Regions from separate parts of the Mus musculus genome. Here regions 1 and 2 are each linked to region 3. The links are chromatin contacts, called in public Hi-C and HiChIP or PLAC-seq maps. All regions are on one chromosome and are shown on one strand. The core of a region is the stretch at or near the end of the contact, and the rest is flanking DNA. Distances in the headings are between cores, read along the strand shown.

What was found. A called contact is a pair of places that touch in the nucleus more often than the background predicts. HiChIP or PLAC-seq counts read pairs in DNA pulled down with a chosen protein or histone mark.
Region 1: an H3K4me3 HiChIP or PLAC-seq map of embryonic stem cells shows a contact between it and region 3, with 28 read pairs. The contact joins the promoter of Uts2r here to the promoter of Foxk2 in region 3. A contact is called at or near these places in 1 of 39 promoter capture datasets (pre-B cells), 3 of 115 datasets of contacts at active chromatin or transcription factors (the SCID.adh cell line and embryonic stem cells) and 1 of 9 other capture datasets (liver).
Region 2: a Hi-C map of liver shows a contact between it and region 3, with 5 times the contacts expected there. The contact joins the enhancer-like site here to the promoter of Foxk2 in region 3. A contact is called at or near these places in 3 of 484 Hi-C or Micro-C datasets (liver, morula and nephron progenitors), 3 of 115 datasets of contacts at active chromatin or transcription factors (the SCID.adh cell line and embryonic stem cells) and 2 of 9 other capture datasets (adipose tissue and pancreatic islet).

What each region holds. Positions count from the first base shown.
Region 1 is chr11:121,156,905-121,161,531 of GRCm38.p6, forward strand. It overlaps Uts2r (urotensin 2 receptor), which reads left to right and starts at 3,367. Exons shown (of 1, transcript NM_145440.1): 1 at 3,367-4,627. The coding sequence starts at 3,408. The coding sequence ends at 4,565.
Region 2 is chr11:121,325,547-121,330,055 of GRCm38.p6, forward strand. Wdr45b (WD repeat domain 45B) reads right to left here. Exons shown (of 10, transcript NM_025793.3): 8 at 3,780-3,881; 9 at 3,247-3,368; 10 at 1,657-2,918. The coding sequence ends at 2,812. Among named protein-coding and RNA genes, the nearest start is that of Wdr45b, 27 kb to the right of the region's middle. Within about 2 kb of position 1,430, at least 6 of the 459 cell types and tissues checked have an H3K27ac peak or open chromatin away from gene starts, as enhancers often do. A contact at or near this core is called in liver, where this site is marked.
Region 3 is chr11:121,257,876-121,262,076 of GRCm38.p6, forward strand. Foxk2 (forkhead box K2) reads left to right here and starts at 2,112. Exons shown (of 9, transcript NM_001080932.3): 1 at 2,112-2,647. The coding sequence starts at 2,256.

The sequences.
Region 1 (4,627 bases), core at 2,117-4,616, 100 kb before region 3:
GGCTTCGGGAGTGCCGGGAGCGCACGCCGCCTGGCCTGTGAGCGCGGTTTGGCCGGCTTCGCAGCAGCGCCTGGCACTGGAAACTTTCATCTTCTCTGAACTGGTGTCTTCTGCGTCCTTTCGCCTTCCTAGTGAGGCTGGAGGACCTCAGTGTCTCTGGAGCTGACCTGTGAGGTGAGACAGCAGCGGGGCGAGGGCTTCGGAGCAGATGAAGCTAGGAGCTGCAAGTGCAGGGACCTGAGGATGCTTCCTCACCTTAGACCTGCCGGGATTCTTCAGCTTTGACTAAAGGGAAAGATGACTTCTAGAGGTATCATTCATTCCTAGGCCTGGATGTTGGAGAGGCCTGTACAAAGAGGTCTTCTTTACTCCTTCTTAGAAAGTCTACCCTTTAGGGCTTCCTTTTTCTTGTGAGGCTAACCTAATCCAGTCAGCAGGAGTCGTAAGTATACGAACCTTAGAGGGGTTTTTTGTTTGTTTGTTTGGTTGGTTGGTTGGTTGGTTGGTTGGTTGGTTTGGTAGAGACAGGGTTTCTCTGTGTAGCAGCCCTGACTGTCCTGGAACTTGAGATGTAGACTAGGCCGGCCTCAAACCCAGAGATCTGCTTGCCTCTGCCTCCTGATTGCTGCCATTAAAGATGTCTGCCACCACAGCCTGGCTGAAGCTTAGAGTTTGGGGGATTGGGTGGTAGGGGGTGAGGGAGTTGTTATTGTTTTGTTTTACATGTTCACCTGTGTGACCCTGCCTAGGGCAGGGAATGGACATAACCTGCTCCAAGAGCTTTCCAGTGTTCCACATGGAGAGAATACACTCACACCATACACGTATACACATGAACACACACATATACACCACACAGTGCACACACCACCTACACACACACACACCACACACACATGAACACACACACACCACAGTGCACACACCCCACACACACTCACACTGTGTGCCTATAATATCAATGCATCTACTGTTGAGTTATGGGAGAGAGGATGGGAAGGAACTAGAATTGTCAGTTACTGCTGTTGAGTATGTGAAATGCTACAGCAGCTTTGGAAAAGCTTGGCATTGCAATGAAACAAAACAGACGTGTGTGGTTCCACCAGTGATCCCACTCACACCCCCAAGGAATGGCAGCTTTACGTTTAATGAGTTTGAAGCGACCAGAACGACCACAGATAGCAGCAGCAGAAGCAGGGATACAGTAGTAGGGAGAATGGAGGAAGAGACTGCTGCAGGCTGGGTTTGAAGGACAGAAGCAGGCAGAAGTTCAAGTGTGGCTCCCTCTGAGATGAGTTCACAAACTGATAAGGTCGCCGTTACAGGAGACCAAAGCAGTGGTGTGTGCGTGCGCGTGTGTGTGTGCGTGCGCGTGTATGCGTGCGTGTGCATGTGTGTACTTGTTACAGTTTCTTTATGGTTTTGATTCGAATTTCTCTGATGGCAAAAAGCTGTGTAACATGGTTTCACTAGTTTCTGGCCTCTGGGGTGTTTTCTTTTAGACATACCTGTTTAGTTTGCCTTTCTCTCCTGCAAATAGCTAATCACTCTTTTCTTTATTGATTTACAGTTCTTATGTGTATATCACTCCCTAGTCCATTAACCTGATGTATCTTTTCTCATAATTTCTCATCTCACTTTTATTTATTTAGTGAAGTTCTTGTTTTTGAAGTTTGGGATTTTGTGGTTTTGTTTTTGTTTTAAAAACTAGCTGGGTGTGATGGTCCATGCCTTTAATCCCATCATTTGGGAGGCAGAGGCAGGCAGATCTCTGTGAGTTCAAGGCCAGACTGGTCTATAAAGCAAATCCAGGACAGCCAGGACTATTACACAGAGAAACCCTATTTAAAAAAAAAAAACCCTTATTTTTATTTATGTGTATGAGTGTTTTTATATGAATGTATGTATTCCATATGTGTGCCTGGTGCCCAAGGTGTTCAGAGGAGAGTATCAATTCCCTGGAGCTGGAATTACAGTTGGCTTTTAGCTGCTATGTGGATGCTAGGAATTGAACCCAGTTCCCCTGCAAGAGCAGCAAGTGATCTCTCCAACGCTAAGAAGGTTTTTGTTGTTGTTTTTTTTTTGTTTGTTTGTTTTGTTTTGTTTTTTTTAGTAATCTTTACCTGGAGCTAGAGAGATCGCTCAGTGATTAAGAGCACCTGCTGCTATTGCAGAAGACCTGGGTGTGGTTTCCCGCAACCACATGGTAGCTTTCAACCATCTGTAACTCCAACTACGAGATATCTGATATTCTCTTCTGGACCCAGAGGGTACCAGGCATGTATGTGGTGTATATACATTTGTGAGGTCAAGACACTCATACATATTAAATAAATCACACACACACAGAGAGAGAGAGAGAGAGAGAGAGAGAGAGAGAGAGAGAGAGAGAGAGAGAGAACCTATACTTTCTCAAAAAAAAAAAAAAAAAAAAAAGCCAGGCATGGTGCACACTTAAGCAGAATCTTTTGGTCTACATAGAGAGTTCCCAGCCAGCTAGGGCTACATAGTGAGACTTTGTGGGTTTGGTTTTTGGTTTTTGGTTTTTTTAGTCATTTGAGGGTAAGAGGACTGGTAAGGTGGCTCAGTGGGTGAGAACACCTGCCTCCAGGACAGATGGCATGAGTTAGAGCCTGGAGACCTGCATGGGAAAGAAGGAAAGAACCAATATCCAAAGCTTGCCCTCTGACCTCCACATGATCACTGTGGCATGCACACATGTACACAATCACTCACACATGCACACCACACAACAATAACCATCTTCCTGGCATGGCACATACTGTTTTCTTCTACCTGCTTTTGATCGACTGCCCTCCACCACTGAGTACGGAATGTGAGGCAGGGGTGCAGGCCCATTTCCTTAAAAAAAAAAAAGGAAATCCAAAGGCCTTTCTTTTACCTATTTTTCTATCTGAACCTTTAAGCCCAGTCTAGCTGTTGCTTTTGTGATTGGAAGAAATCATTTTTTTAAGCATGTGCGTAACATAAAATGGGAAATGGGGCTCTATCTGAGGTTGTGAAGCCAGAACTTAGCGTCCTTAACTTTGCCTACTCTGACCTACACCTCACTGTGGTCAACTTTTTAGAAGAAGCTTTTGGGTGTGACTTGCAGTTCTGCTGGAGGAGTGTCCTGGGGACAGCGGGTCCTAATGGCTCTAGGGTCCTCCTGGGTAGTTGACACAAAAGGGATTCTTTGGAGGGTTCCAACAGGAGACAGGACTTGGTGAGCCTTTGTCTCTCTGCAGAGGGACAGTGACTCTGTCCTTCACAGAGGCTGTTAGGGCATGGAAGTAGGTTGCAGCTTTGAATCTCTGACACTAATCTTCTCCCACAGGACAAGTTCCCCACGGGTTCTCCTCACCGAGCAGTGGTCCTTCCACCAGAAGCCCAGGGTGAGGACAGAGATGGCGCTGAGCCTGGAGTCTACAAGCTTCCCCATGCTGGCCGTGTCCAGAAGCACTGCGTCTGAGCTTCCTGGTGGCTTTAATGTGTCCCACAACAGTTCCTGGACTGGCCCAACAGATCCCAGCTCCCTGCAAGACCTTGTGGCCACCGGTGTCATCGGGGCAGTGCTCTCAACCATGGGTGTGGTGGGCGTGGTGGGCAATGTGTACACTCTGGTGGTCATGTGCCGATTTCTGCGTGCCTCGGCCTCCATGTACGTCTATGTGGTCAACCTGGCCCTGGCTGACCTGCTGTATCTGCTGAGCATTCCCTTCATCGTAGCCACCTACGTCACTAAGGACTGGCACTTCGGGGACGTGGGCTGCCGAGTTCTCTTTAGCCTGGACTTCCTGACAATGCATGCCAGCATCTTCACCCTGACCATAATGAGCAGTGAACGCTATGCAGCAGTACTGAGGCCCCTGGACACCGTCCAGCGCTCCAAGGGTTACCGTAAGCTGTTGGCGCTGGGCACCTGGTTGCTGGCACTGCTGCTGACCTTACCCATGATGCTTGCCATCCGGCTGGTCCGTAGGGGCTCTAAGAGCCTCTGCCTGCCAGCCTGGGGCCCTCGTGCCCACCGTACCTACCTGACGCTGCTCTTTGGGACCAGCATTGTGGGGCCTGGCCTGGTCATTGGGCTGCTCTATATCCGTCTGGCCAGGGCCTATTGGCTATCCCAGCAAGCTTCCTTCAAGCAGACACGGCGGCTGCCCAACCCCAGGGTTCTCTACCTCATCCTTGGTATCGTCCTTCTCTTCTGGGCATGCTTTCTGCCCTTCTGGCTATGGCAGCTGCTGGCCCAGTACCACCAGGCCATGCCACTGACACCCGAGACTGCACGCATCATCAACTACCTGACTGCCTGCCTCACTTACGGCAACAGCTGCATCAATCCCTTCCTCTACACTCTGCTCACCAAGAACTACCGTGAGTACCTGCGTGGCCGCCAGCGGTCACTGGGTAGCAGTTGCCGTGGCCCAGGGAGTGCTGGCAGCTTCCTGTCCAGCCGTGTCCACCTCCAGCAGGACTCGGGCCGCTCACTGTCCTCCAACAGCCAACAGGCCACAGAGACCCTCGTGCTGTCTCCAGTTCCCCCTAATGGGGCCTTTGTGTGAGAGTGCTTTGTGTGACCCTGCGGGTAGGAAAGGACCCAAAGGCAGGCCACTCAGGAACCCAT
Region 2 (4,509 bases), core at 180-2,679, 67 kb after region 3:
ATTCATGGCCATCTTTAGTTTAAGCCCAACCTGGGCTACACAAGACCATGTTCTCAAAAAAAAAAAAAAAAAAAAAAAAAAAAAAAGCAACTAGACAAACACATCTAAAAAAACTAAAAAAATCAGTACCTAATTAAAATTCTTATATCAAGGTCTAGGGTGTTTTCTGGTGGTGGAAGGATAGGGCAATTCTACAACATTGTATTTGTTCCTCTCTAGTTTGAAAGACTTCATGTAGCCAGGTATGGTGGTGCGCACCTTTAATCAAAGGAGGCTGAGAAGGGTGGATCTCTTGAGTTTGAAGCTAGCCTGGTCTACAGAATAAGTTCCAGGACAGCCAGGGTTACACAGAGAAACCCTGTCTCGAAAAACCAAACCAAACCAAAACACAGCAAAAACCTACATACTTTTTTAAAAAAATTATTAAGTACTTTCCAATCCATCTTGAAGAGAAAAACTCTGGCAGAATAACAGTTCCAAAATGTGAGCATTAATCAAATGTCTCTTACAGGCAGCTGCTTGGACTGTATTATGGACCATGACTATAACCACCAGGCTATAAACCAAGCTTCCACTTAGAGGCAGCCTTTGCCCTGCAGGAAGAAAACATTAAACAAGAACCTTTGGTCCACACAGAGATGTTGGCCAAAAGGGCAGGAGAAATGACCCAAGATACCCCCAGGGCCAGTGCCATTATGGGGAGGTTTACTCAAGCACACGAGCCTGTGGTTTCTCAGAAAGGTGAATGAAGGGGAACCACTTGGCAGTTGCAGGGAAAAGGTGATATCTCAGCTTGCTACCAGGGCTATCCATGTCCTGGAGGATCTCAGATACTGAGCCACACCTAGGAAAACAGCCAATGGGAGCTTCTGGAAGGGCATTCACACTTTTGTCCCTTCTTGGGTCAAGGCCCACACAACAGTGGATCCCTGAAAACCTACAGAGCTTGGCAGTCCACCATTTTTTGTCTTTACCCAGAGACAAGCTCAAATCTGGGGAGCAGGCAATTAAGATCCCCTTTCAACACTTGCTCTGCCATCCACAGGGAGCAATGTGCACTCATAGTCCCTACAAAAGGAGGAGCAGGAGCCTGGAAGATCCCTTGCAAGGTATGTCAAAGCTGATACCAACTTCAGATGTTGAGGGAGTCCCAAATGTGGGACGATCACGTGCTTGCTTCTCCACCCCACCCCCCAGTTCTGAAGCATCAAGTCATACTGTGGGAAGACCCACTCTTCTGTATGGATTCTCTTAGGGTACCTTCAGGAACACAAGCTAGAAAAACACCGCCTGCCCCCCAACATTGCAAAAATATTACGCAAACCAGTGACACCAGCCAACATCCACAGATGACGGTCTATTAGTGTCTTCTACCAGGGCAGCATGCTGACTTCTATGAAACCAGGGCACACAGCACTGGCAGGGCACAGGGCAGAGATGCCCAAAACTAAACATTCATGATTTATTTCATCTGTACCTGCTCCCTGGCTAACCCTAAACCTTACAAACTCAGCTTCTCTGTTCAGTGGCTATGCTGGTAAGGTCCCACATAACAGGCACCCTACTATCAGGTCAACAGCCTACAAGTCTGTCCTGCAGCAGGTACAGGAACACCAATACCATTACATAAACAGGAGGAAGAGAGAATTTGTGGGTACATTACATATGGCTCTGCTCTTTACAGATAGAGTACGACAAAATTAGTCACTTTTATTTCAAAGAAAACAGTACAAACAAGTGTGCAAAAATTAAGTTTCATGATTAAATACACATAAGGTAACATGCATACTTGACATCAAATCCACAGTTAGCCGATTACAGGAGCATAAAGGAACTGGCAGAACTGAGAACCTGTTGCTGTGCACAATTTAAATGTTTGCAACCTGAAATCAAAACCGCAAAACTGAGCTTCTTAGAAGATACGTAAAAAAACTAAACATATACCTCAAGTGGTACAGAAACACAGACTCTTCAGTCTGTGCCAGTACCAGGATGTGCCTGCCATCCCAATGTTAGTGTGTTCCTATGGATGCTGGGAGAGATGAGACAGGACAAACGCCACAGGCCAAGGCAGTACCCTCCACACCAACGGGAGCTAGAGGCACATGGACACTGCACTGAGAAGGCCCCTCAGTAAAGCAATGCTCTCTTCTGGGACTGATTTTTAAAGACTATGCGTTACTCTGTTCCCTACAGATAATGGGAAAGTTCTGTTTTAACCCAAACAAAACCAGAAGACCCAGCACCCTGCATCCTGAGGGCTGTGCCTCAAATGGGTGCCACAAGCATTCTGCTCTCTGGTAGGTCTGGGATGTGACTCACTCTAATGGCCAAAGTCAGAACTCCCCAGTGTGTGCTCTGAACAGTGCTCCCCATGTGAGGCAGGGGGTGCTCTACCAGACAAGCTGATAGTGTTATCTCATTGGAACTGTCTAGTATTTAAGCCCCGACACACTCATCCTACAAGCTTCTGCTGATTCGTGCTTGGATAGTTCCCAAGGACTGCAGGGAGCCTACTGGCATGAATATGGTGGTGCCATTAATGCTAGCATCACAGGTGAATTGAAGGGTAGTGGCTAGCAAGGGCACGAACCGCCCAGAGCCACGGAGTGTCTGCAGAACCATGATGATGATCCTTTAATATGGGATGAGAAGCCTTGCTCAGGAAGGCAGACAACCACGTATGGCTTCGAGACCAAGGTCCTCCAGGGGGGCCTTGAGCCCCTCACCCACAGGCCTGGGGCACTGGCACCAGCCCCAGGAGTCCACAGGGCGGCTGGGTGGTGGCATCACCTGCGCTCACAGGCACAGTCACAGCTTGTCATCGGTCATCTCCAGGAACTGTGCACACACGTCCCGGACACACTCGCCCTTCGGACTGAACAGGAACTTGTAGTAGCTGCCATCTGCACAGATAGCTGGGAAAGGAGACCAGATTGATTCATGGTTACTTCCCAGAATCAAAGCAAACATGACTCAACCTGAGCACAGCTAGCCACACCAAGCCAAGGCTCATGCTTATCCAATGAGGGTTGACTTTGCAAATAGTCTTTGGGTCATCTTCACAATGCCCACATCTGCTCTCAAAGCATCCCTGGGAACCTGGCAGGCAGGTACTAATAGTGCCCTGAACACTTGGAGGCTGTGAGTAGGACCCAGCCCAGTTAAAGAAGGAAGAAAGGGAATCTGGGAAGTTGGTACAGCCTGGACCACATGCTGAGGCCTCCCACAAGATGGGGCACTTACCAATGACTGCATTGGGCTCTGTTCCAAAGGCACAGATGCATGGTGAGCCTGAAGGAACCTGAAACTTGGAAAAACTCCACTTGGAGCTGAAGTATTTTGGAAGGAAACTGGCTGATGCCAAACTATAAGAACAAGAAGAAAAGAAAGGGTTAACACTCACAAAGATAATAACACAGAAGTCAATGACTTAATTCCAGAGTGCTGATGAAAATTCTAAAGAGTCTTTACACTTTAGGACCATTTTTTTCCAACTAATTTACTTTATGTGTATGGGTGTTGTGTCTGCACATATATCTGTGCCTAGTGCCCAGAGAGGCCAGAAGAGGGTATCTGATCCCTGACAGTAGAATTACACTTGTGAGCTATAATATGGGTACTGAGATCAATTTAAATTCAGTTTCAAACCCCACAAACATCAAATTAATGAGATATAATAGACTTCAACCTTAACTGACATTAGATTTGTCTGTGTAAGAAGCCCAGGTAACCCTGATTTGGGACTGTCCCCTGCTTACAGCTCTTCTAAAACCCACCTAGACTGTTTATTCCTTTTTGGATCTTCGGCTGCAAAAATGTGCACAGTGCCATGATCACTGGACACACAGATGAGAGAAGCGTCCTGATTGAAGTTGATGCTGCAGAGAAACCAGACAGGGCTTGGGTCAGATACAGAGGACCAGACATCTAACTCTCTTGTCCTCAACATACACAATGCACTAGCCTTCATCCCTGGTCTCACGACTTTAAGCATCTGTTGTGGAGCCAGGATCCAAGCCAAAAGTCCAGGCAACAATCTGTTCACCAGGACCCCATAGGCACAATGGCTAATGCCTATATGCCAGTGAAAGGGGTGGGGGTTTCCTGAGATGACGTCCATGCCAGTTTCAGGAGGTTCAGGTGAGAAAGGCATACACTGAGGAAGTGGCTATCAAGTGTGTTACATACACACAAGGGCCGGGGCACACAGGTTAGTCTCCCAAATTTGGCTCAATACCCACAGGCCTGGGATGGCCAGGGTGGTGTCAGGCTCTTGCTATAGACATTGTGGGACCTCACAGACGAAGCATTCACTCTTGAAACCAACAGTATACAATAATTACAGATAAATTAGCAAGGCCTCTACCATAAAATACCACAGAAAGCAAACAGGAACAGGGGAGAGATGGACAGAATGTGGCAAACACATCCATGCTGCAACAGGAAAGGGAGAGCCCACGGTGTTCCGTCTTTGTGTACACTTCCCAAAACAAAGTAAAGTGACTA
Region 3 (4,201 bases), core at 862-3,361:
GGCAGCACGCCTTTAATCCCAGAACTCGGGAGGCAGAGGCAGGCGGATTTCTGAGTTCAAGACCAGCCTGGTCTACAAAGTGAGTGCCAGGACAGCCAGGGCTACACAGAGAAACCCTGTCTCAAAAAAAAAAAAAATTGCTGGAGTACACATTAAATCAAAGTACTTGATGCATAGGAAGGTAACTCTTGAGTTCCAGGCCAGCCTGGTGGTCTACATGGTGAGTTCCAGGCCATTCAGGAATACATCGTGAGACCCTATCTCAAACAAACCAACTAATAAAACATATGGATCAACTCTGAAAAACATCAGAGATGCTCTATATCCTGCAGGATCAAATATTCTGCTGGGCGGGAATGGGGCATATGTGGGAGTATGGGCAAATGGGTCCCGAGGGCTCATTAGGCAGCTGGCCTTGCCAAAACCGAGAACTCCAGGTTCATTGAAAGACCCTGTCCTTGAAGAGGACATCCTGACATCAGTCCCTGGTGCTGCATGGCCCACAGTGGGATACATACACAGGAACAGATAAGCACATATATCCTATTAGAATACAGCGGCGTTCTCATCTGTAATAAATGCTTAAGTTTACATGTACATTGAAGAAGTGCTTTAAAATAAATATCTTTATAAGTGTTTGGTTTGGCCAGATATGGTGGCTCATTCCTCTACTCCCATCCCTTGGGAGGCAGAGGTGGGTGGCTCTCTATGAGTTCGAGGTGATCTTGGCCTATATAGTAAGCTCCAGGCCAGCCAGGGTTATATATGACTGATCGTCTTTCCCTCCCCACAGAAAACACCAAAACCAGCCACAAAAGCCAAACAAAGCAACATAAGTGTTGGATTTGTATGCTTACTTTACATACCTGGATAGCTAGGTGTAAAAAGTTAGATCTAGCCATGTTATAGATAGATGCTAGAGTCACATGGCAGAGCCTCAAACCTGCCCTAGGCAGTGCGCAGGACAACACAACGGTGTCAACAGTAATGGGAGGGCATTTCTTGTTCTTGACACCCTTTGTCCTTGAACTGTGTTTGTCTAGATACTCACCTAGTTATCATTTCCATAGTTTTCTGTACATCACCTACAATGCCTCAAATTAATATTTAATGAAATGGCTCTTTGCCATATTTATAGTACAAAGCATTTTGAACCCTTAGGAATTTATCCCGTAATTACAGACACATATGTCAAATAAGATATGTAAATGTTATAAAGACTGTTTCCCATTAAATGTATTGCAAGTTTAGACATAGAATGAATTAGAACGCAAAATGTTCCCATGCCTCTAGTCTGGGGCCTCTGTTTAGAAGCTCTTGGCTAGAATGTCCACTTTATCCTATGCAGCTTAAGTCCAGACTCTCAACCTTTCCACTCTCCCTGACCTGAATGAACTCCTTTTGTGCATCAGTGAGAGAACACTGCGTCCCATCGCCTGCACCCAGGGGCCACCATATTGGTGTGACGTTCTTTATGACCACGTGCCTCTCTTACCAGAGCTAAAGCAGGTGCATCCACTGCCCTTCGTTCCTGGGGAAGAAACTAGGGGTCTCAGCTTCACCTCTATGTTGGCACCGGCTTCTGGAGCCCCTCACAGCCTGCTCGATCTGCATAGCTCTGCTCCTCCCACGGGCCCGCGTTGTGGTTTCTTTTTTAATGGGAGAGATGGGATCTCTCTATCACACATACACAGATTGGAATAAAGCTCAGATTTGCAGTCCTTGGTATGAATTACTGAGTGCAGAACTCTATGCATACTGGGGTAATTTCTGTCACATCCCTGTGACATACGGGTCGATGCGGCAGGTTCCCGAGCAGCGCGCCTGACTCTACGCAACCTAGGGCGGAGTGTGAGAGGGGCCAGCGGCTCCCGGGGCGCACTCGCGCCCGTCGTGACCTTGGACCCCCGCTCAGTCCGCGAACGCGCGCGGCCCCACGCCAACTCCTCACTCCGCCCCGGGTTTTCCGCGCCGCCGCGGCCAACCTGCGTCGCGCGACGACGCCGGACGTGCGGGCGCTCGGCGGCGCGGCTCCCCATTGGCCGGCCTCGGTAGCCCCACTGCGTGCGCCGCGCCCATTGGTCGGCGTGCCCGTCCGTCGTAGGGCCGGCGCGCGGCCGTGCGAGCTCCCGCCCTCGCAGCTCTCCTCGCCGGCCGGCGGTCTCCGCGACCGTGCTCGGCTCGCGCGGCCCACGACCGCGCCCGGGCCTCGGCCCGCTAGGGCGCCCGCGCGGATCGGCCAGGCCTCGCAGGCGATGGCGGCCGCGGCGGCGCTCTCGGGCGCGGGCGCCCCTCCCGCGGGCGGCGGGGCCGGGGGCGGCGGATCCCCGCCGGGCGGCTGGGCCGTGGCGCGGCTCGAAGGCCGCGAGTTCGAGTACCTCATGAAGAAGCGGTCGGTGACCATCGGCCGCAACTCATCGCAGGGCTCGGTAGATGTGAGCATGGGCCACTCGAGCTTCATCTCGCGGCGCCACCTGGAGATCTTCACGCCCCCGGGCGGCGGCCATAGCGCGGCCGCCCCGGAACCCGCGCAGCCCCGGCCGGACGCGGGCGGCGACTTCTACCTGCGCTGTCTCGGCAAGAACGGCGTGTTCGTGGACGGGGTGTTCCAGCGGCGGGGGGCGCCGCCGCTGCAGCTGCCGCGCGTGTGAGTGGCGGGAGGGGGGCAGTGTCCTGGACCTGACCCACGGTGGCTACCCAAGAGCAGGGAGGGACCCTGACCCACAGCAGCCACCCCCGGGGAGGGGCGGGACCCGCACTCAGACCCACTGCCCATCATCAGGCAGGACGCAGAAGACCCACGTCAGCTACCCATGAGCAGGGTCAGACCCTGGACAAGACCTGGTCCCCATCAGGGAGGGATCCTGATCCGCTATCCGGGAGCAAGGAAGGCTAGACTCACCACCAGGACCCATTCACTGCCCATAACCAAGACCTGACTGATTCTGACCTACCCTAGTTTAATGCCCACGACCATCACTGGGATCACAGCCCCCCAGCGCTCCACCCGGAGTATTTAACATGCTGGCCCACTCCTGTCTGCCCTCCTACTGCCAGGTCCCCTGCACTGGTATTCTAACCCACGGCCCTTTGTCCAGTCTGACATGGGACTCTCAGAACACAGACCATCATTTCTGCCATCAACCCTCAGCCCTCCCTGCCATCATCACCAGCGTTGGTGGGTGGAAGTTTTATGGGTGCTCTGTGCCTAACCATCAGGGAGGAGGCACCCAAGGGAGATGCTAAGATGTGTGTGGTGGAGAACTATCTAAAATGAAGGGTAGATACCTGGTACCTTTTTTTTTTTTTTTTTTTTTTTTTTAAATTCACGTTTCAGTAGCAAGATATTTTGGAGGTAGCGTCTTAAGCCTAACAATTCTCTTTCCCCAGTGTTTTTGTAGCCTAAAAACTGAAAACTCCCAAACATGAAGGATTAGAAGCCTGTCTGTCCAGAACCTTAGAAATCTGGGAAAACTGGATACTAATTTCAACCAAGTAATCTTTAAAAAGCATTTTTAGCCAGGTGGAGTGTATTCAACCTGTAATCCCAGCACCCTAGAGGCTGAGACAGTAGAAATTTGAGTTCCAGGGTAGGTTAGACTGTGGAGTAAACTCTAGAATAGTTTGGGTTGCATGCTGAGACGTCGTCTCATAAAACAACAACAACAACAACAAAAAAACAGAACAAAGGGTGTTTGGTTTTTAAGGAATTATTACAAGATTGTGTAGAATAATTACAAAATTATTACAAGGAAGCCTCATAGGGAACTGTCAATCACAGCACAAAACAATTTCAATTTGGTTCTGTGGTTGGATAAACTTACTGTTTATTGTGCTTGAAAAACAACTTTGCTTTCCAGGAAATGCTAAGTATTCCTCAGGGTCCCTCTCTAGATCAGTGCTAGTAGAGCTTTTGCCACAGACTGAAGGTTTTTTAATTGCTTTCAGTTTTTGGAGATAATAGCAAGAGCTGTGTTAACTTAGGTTTGATGTGTCTGTACTCCATATTTCTTAGCTTTGGGAGGGTGTCCCAGCATGCACCACTGTGCTTGGCTACAAAGTTCATTTATTTGTTTGTTTGTTTATTTATTTAAAAATATTAACAGTCTCTGGTTAATAGCACTTGTTGCTCTTGCAGAGGACTTAGCGTCAGTTCTTAGCATTACCACTCAAAACTATTTGTAACTATAGCTCTAGGCAT